Linked DNA regions of Pan troglodytes: region 1 is linked to region 2. A link is a contact called in public Hi-C data. All regions are on one chromosome and are shown on one strand. The core of a region is the stretch at or near the end of the contact, and the rest is flanking DNA. Distances in the headings are between cores, read along the strand shown.

Evidence for each region. Hi-C and Micro-C count contacts between places; a contact is called where the count stands out from the background.
Region 1: a Hi-C map of stem cell-derived neural progenitor cells shows a contact between it and region 2, with 4 times the contacts expected there. The contact joins the promoter of LOC107976725 here to the enhancer-like site in region 2. A contact is called at or near these places in 1 of 7 Hi-C or Micro-C datasets (stem cell-derived neural progenitor cells) and 1 of 1 datasets of contacts at active chromatin or transcription factors (stem cell-derived excitatory neurons).

Annotation. Positions count from the first base shown.
Region 1 is chr11:42,633,365-42,636,064 of NHGRI_mPanTro3-v2.0_pri, reverse strand. LOC107976725 reads right to left here and starts at 1,257. Exons shown (of 3, transcript XM_063787654.1): 1 at 783-1,257. The coding sequence starts at 1,257. It overlaps ERCC6L2 (ERCC excision repair 6 like 2), which reads left to right and starts at 25. Exons shown (of 19, transcript XM_054658300.2): 1 at 25-1,002. The coding sequence starts at 957.
Region 2 is chr11:42,291,248-42,293,947 of NHGRI_mPanTro3-v2.0_pri, reverse strand. No RefSeq gene overlaps it. Among named protein-coding and RNA genes, the nearest start is that of HSD17B3, 90 kb to the right of the region's middle. Within about 2 kb of position 1,382, at least 10 of the 24 cell types and tissues checked have an H3K27ac peak or open chromatin away from gene starts, as enhancers often do. A contact at or near this core is called in stem cell-derived neural progenitor cells, where this site is marked.

The DNA of each region.
Region 1 (2,700 bases), core at 8-2,507, 340 kb before region 2:
GCAGACGGCTCAGCGTTCTCCCGCGTTCAACGAACCGCCAGAAACGTCAGACGGTACGGAGGAAAACACTTTACACTTTAACAGTATTTTTACGTTTATTTGCAGCAAATGTTGGCTTTGTATTTAAAGTATTTATGATTCACTATAAAGTGTAGGATCCAAGAAAACGCGCTAGTTTCACTTGGCCCCCGTGGCTGTCCCGGGGAGCTCTCCAAGGAAGCACTGGTTCCTGAAGTTCCTGGGGTGCTGCACCACCACGGAAGAACCAAGCTCCACAGAGAAGCCAGAAGCCGCGACCGCGGGGCCGCCCTCTGCCAGGCCTCCACCGCCTCAGCGGCCCTTTACAGCCACCGCATTCTCAATGCCCCCAGTTATTTCTAGCTTCGCACAGCGCCCGGCCCACCGAGCGACCTCAAACCTCGCGACACTCGCAACTCCCGCGGCCCTTCCTGCTACAGGCCTCAGAGGGGAGAGACATCGGGAAGATTGCTCCGCCCACAGAAAGGAAGATTTCGTTCTCGCGAGATCCCAATGACAATTCGGGAGCCCGTTCTCGCGGGATTTTCCAAGACCGGGTTGGAAGTTGCGGGGGTTAGGAGACGGAGGTCAGAGCCTAGGAAGATTCGGGGGTCGCCTTGCCGGCCTCCTGTCCTCCTCCCGCGGCGGCGGAGCCCGAGAGAACTAGGTGAACACCGCTTTGCCAGCCTCACACAGCGTCCCCTGGCTCTGCCGCCGCTCCGGACGTCGCCCTCCCGTTCTGCTTGGGTCCCCTTAGTCGCTACCTTTGCTGGGATCCCCCTCCTCCATCCTGTGGCTTCGGGTTGCCGAAGAGCGATGCTCGGAGGGCGGCCGGAAGTAGCGTTGGCCGCCATTGGCCTGCCGGCCAGCCACCTTGCTGTCCTCCGCCGCCTTCCGGGTGTTACGTGCAGCCGGGCTCGGCCCCTCCCCCTGGCCGGATGGATCCGTCGGCGCCACAGCCCCGCGCGGAAACCTCTGGCAAAGGTACCAGCTCCGCGCTCGCCCCTTACGCAGAGGCCTGTGTACTGCGTCGCGTTGGACCAGTTCGTGCCGGTGCCCTTCGGGTTGGGGTTTTGCCCTGTAGATCCTCTTCAGTGACAGCTGCAGATTGTGAACCCCTCCAGGCCTGGAACCAAATCTCCGATTCAGTGTTGAGAACGTAGACTCGGGAGTCAGCCCCTGGGATCTAGAGCTGCCTCTGACAGTTACTTGCTGAGCAACTTTGGGCAGGCTCCTCATCTGTAAAACTGGGTTCGTTACTAGGTTTTTGCGATTATTAAATGACGTGGGGAATACGCAAAGTATTTATGTGACCCCGCGTCTGGCCCATATTAAGCACTCAGTAAATGTTATTTTCATTATTTATTCTTGTATGCCCCAGTTGTTAGTGAATGGCAGAAGTTTGTTGTAAGTAGATAAATGAAGGTTGAGATATTTAGTTCAATTGAGTTTTATTGCCTATTGAGTCAGGGCATTATATTCTGCCTTAAATAGGAGGTTTAAAGAAGGTGTGATTATCTACCACAAGTCACCTGGGATGCCTTCTGGCACCCAAATGAGTAGTTTTCATTAATAATTGTGCTGTATAACAAAAGCTACCAGGTATTGAGTGATTTTCCTGAGCCCAGCAATATGCTGATTGTTTACTTGCTTTCCTTTGAGGAAGATATCGATCTCATTAAATAGATGAATTCAGAGATAAAGCTCAGAGAGGGCAAGTTACAAGCCTGAATTCTGAGGTCTAGGAATTGATGACGCTGTAATTCAGGGACCAAACATATAAATACCTATAGGAGACTGGCAGCTAAAAATAGATGAAGCTGCCGAGTGGATATTGTGACTGGGAGGCTCATTCCTTTTGATAAATCTAGTCACTCTTGGTATTTAGGGAAATTGGTGGAAGGAGCAGAAAGCTCCAGGGCCCCGAGGTGGGAACACCCTTGAGGAATGCTTGAGGAGGCCTTTGGAGTGAAAGAGGGAGAGAGAGACCCTATCACCAGAATGAGTTGAGTTGGTAATTAGTTTAAACCAAAACAAATGATTTCGACTCATTAAATTATAGGAGACTTAACCCATTTCCCTGTTAAATCCAACAGGAAATCTTAACAATTTAAGCAGTTGTTCTGTAGTTTGGATACTGAGAGATTCCATTTCTAACTCAACTGAATTTATTTCGTCCTAGAAATTATCCGAACTCAAACCCAAAATACTCCAATAAATTGTGTGATTCCCTTAAGGCTTTTTTTTTTTTTTTTTTGCACATGCTGTACACTTATCTGAGATACAGTTCTTAGACCCCTTTCCCTTTTAAATTACATTTCTCAATACTCCCTTCTCATAGCACTCTTCTTCCAATGCACTTTTTACAGTTATGTATATGTTTGTGTACTTTTTAGTTTTCTCGCAAGATATAAAGGATTTATGAGATTGATAATTTGTAATAGGCCAGGCGCATGGCTCACACCTGTAATCCCAGTACTTTGGGGAAGCTGAGGCGGGAGGATAGTTTGAGGCCAGCCTGGACAACATAAGCGAGACCCTGTCTCTACTAAAAATAAAAAATTTAGCCAGGCATGGTGGTGCACACCTGTAGTCCCAGCTACTCAGGAGGCTGAGGCGGGAGGATGGCTGAGCTCAGGAGTTGGAGTTTACAGTGAGCTATAATTGTGCCATGACACTCCA
Region 2 (2,700 bases), core at 133-2,632:
CAAGTCATGAAAAAATGAAGAAAGTCTGAGAAAGTGTTCCAGATTAGAGGAGACTAAAAAGATGCAATAACTAACCCAAGGTGTGATTCAGCAAAGGCCCATTCCTGGGCCTAGGGGAAATATGATGAGGGTCTGTGGAGGATAACAGAACTATATCAATGTTAATTTCCTGATTCAGTCACAAGCCTGTGGTTATTTTGGGGGGAAATATAAACCAAGGCATTTACAGGGCATCAATGTGGGTGAAGGGTGCATGTGAACTCTTTGCATAATTTTTAAACTGCTTTTAGAAGCTTCAAATTATTTCAAATTAAGAAGTTAGAAAAGAAAAATGGCCATTAACTTTATAATCAGAAAAAAGAAATGTTTTAGGACAAAAATATGTCTCTGGTCATAGCCTGTGCTGTGAATCCATGGAGTAGATTCTTGCTGTCAGCAAAGTTCCCAACAGCTGGAGAAGAACAAGGAACAAAAGCCGAGCTGCCCTCCTGAGCTCCCAGGGTCCCAGACACAAAGCTGGCCTCTCAGGCTTTACTGAAAGATAAGTGCTGATAAGGCCTGCGGGTCATCTTCGTCTACGCGGGCCCCCCAGCTCGCTGAGAGGGGCCCGCCCTTCCAGAGCTCAGCCAGACATAAGCCAGAGCAGAGCGTGTTTCTTTTCAGCTGAAAGCTGCAGCTGGTGCATCCACCCTGGGTATGAGCAGACTCGCAGCAGGGTGCCCACCAGAGTGGGGACCTGCAGATGCCCCTGCCCAGAGACGCCGGGAGGCCACAGCCCAGGTCTTCCGGATGGAGACAGAACTTCAGCATTCCGTTTGGATCAGTCCAGAAGAAAAAAAAAAAAAACAAGCAAAATCTCACTATCACTGCTACTAAAACAAGATAAGCTACAAAAACAACTAATGCAACTACTGGCTTACACCCAAGTCTCACCAAGTTCCCCATAAGAACCAAATTCCCCATAAGAACGGCCACAAGGGTGACCACACTGACTAGTTGTCCTAGCCTGGTTGACCACACTGACTAGTTGTCCCAGCGAAGTGTTGCTGGAAACATTGTCAAGGTAAGGTTTGTGCCTGGTCCCTCTTGAGGCCAAGGCTGGAGGTGCCCCCCCCCCCCCGCGTGCGAGCTGGCCGACGGGCAGACCTGGCTGCATCTGGGCAAAAAAAGGCCATCATCGCCATAGATGCTGGAAGCTGCTCTCTCGCCCACTTTAACTGTGGGGGCCTCGGCCCCCCGTTTTTTAACTACTGGAAGACGTAGCCCTGAGTCCAACCTCTTCCACGCCTGGCGATGCAGCTAAGAACGCGGAGCAGGGCTGGAGGGCTCAGCGCCGGCGGGGGCAGGGCGCGGGTCCGGGAGCGGGCGCGGAGGCACGGAGCCACACTGCCCCCTGGCGGCCGTCCCCTGCCCCGCCGGCACCGCCTCCGCGAGGCGGAAGGTTGAATGTCACCCCTGCGTTGCTGAATTCCGGCTCAAGAGTATTAGTGCGGGGCATCGGGTCCATCCAGGGGAGGAGAACGTTCCTAATGCGGAGTCACAAGCCCTACCTTTAAGGTCTGGCTCTGGAACTCTGGGCAAGTTGCTGAAATTCTCTGTTCTCAGCTGCGAAAGGAGGAAAATAATTAAAGCCTGTGTTGTAAAGACCTCACTAGGCGATGTGTGCTCTATAGGCTTTCCCTGCCCCTGACGCAAAGACACACGCACAGAAAGCAAGATCATGAGGGATAGATTTTTTTTTTTTTTTTTTTTTTTGACGGAGTCTCGCTCTGTCGCCAGGCTGGAGTGCAGTGGCTCGATCTTGGCTCACTCCAACCTCCGCCTCCTGGGTTTAAGCGGGTCTCCTGCCTCAGCCTCCCGAGCAGCTGGGACTACAGGCGCTCACCACCACGCCTGGCTAATTTTTGTATTTTTAATAGAGATGAGGTTTCACCATGTTGGCCGGGCTGGTCTCGATCTCTTGACCTCGTGATCCGCCCGCTTCGGCCTCCCAAAGTGGTTGGATAGGCTTCAGCCACCACGCCCGGCCGAGGGTTAGATTTTAACCCAAACACTGTCCCTTCTAATGTTCGCTGCCGCCCAGTGCAGCTCCCAACGCTGACCCGGGTTTCTGGGGTGGAAGCAGCAGAGGCGCCCCCCGCCCCAACTCCCGCGCTCCACCGAGCCGGAGGGCAGCCCAGGGGCAGCAGCCCCACAGTGGGGCCTGAACAGCGTCCGCGGACCCGACCCGCGCTGCGGCCGCGCTGCCCCGCTCCTCTGGGCGCCTCCCCGAGGGCCTCGCTCGTCTGACCCGCAGTACTCTCCGCCCTGCTCCTCGTGCCTTTGGTGGGCGCGTGGCTTCCGGCCTGCGGAGGCTGTGCCTCCTCGCCAAGGAGCCGTTCACTGCCGCGCGTTCGAAAACCCAGCCGCCGGCCGCGCGTCCTGGAGAAGGGGCACGGTCAACTCGCACGCCCTAAGGGCCGGGCCACCGGGGTCACTGCCCGGCCTGCGGGGGCCGTGCCTGGGGCGTAGGAGCAGCGCCCCTCCGCAGGCGCTATGCATGCCTGCGCCCTCTTGCAGGATAGGCCACGAGCCCAACTGCCAGGCGATCGGCCGAGACCCAGAAGGGTGAGAGGGGGAAGCCGCACCCTCTTCGTGGGTGCGATGCTGTGAACGTCTTCCTTCAAGGGAAGAGCGGCTTCTGGACTTTCCTTGAACTCC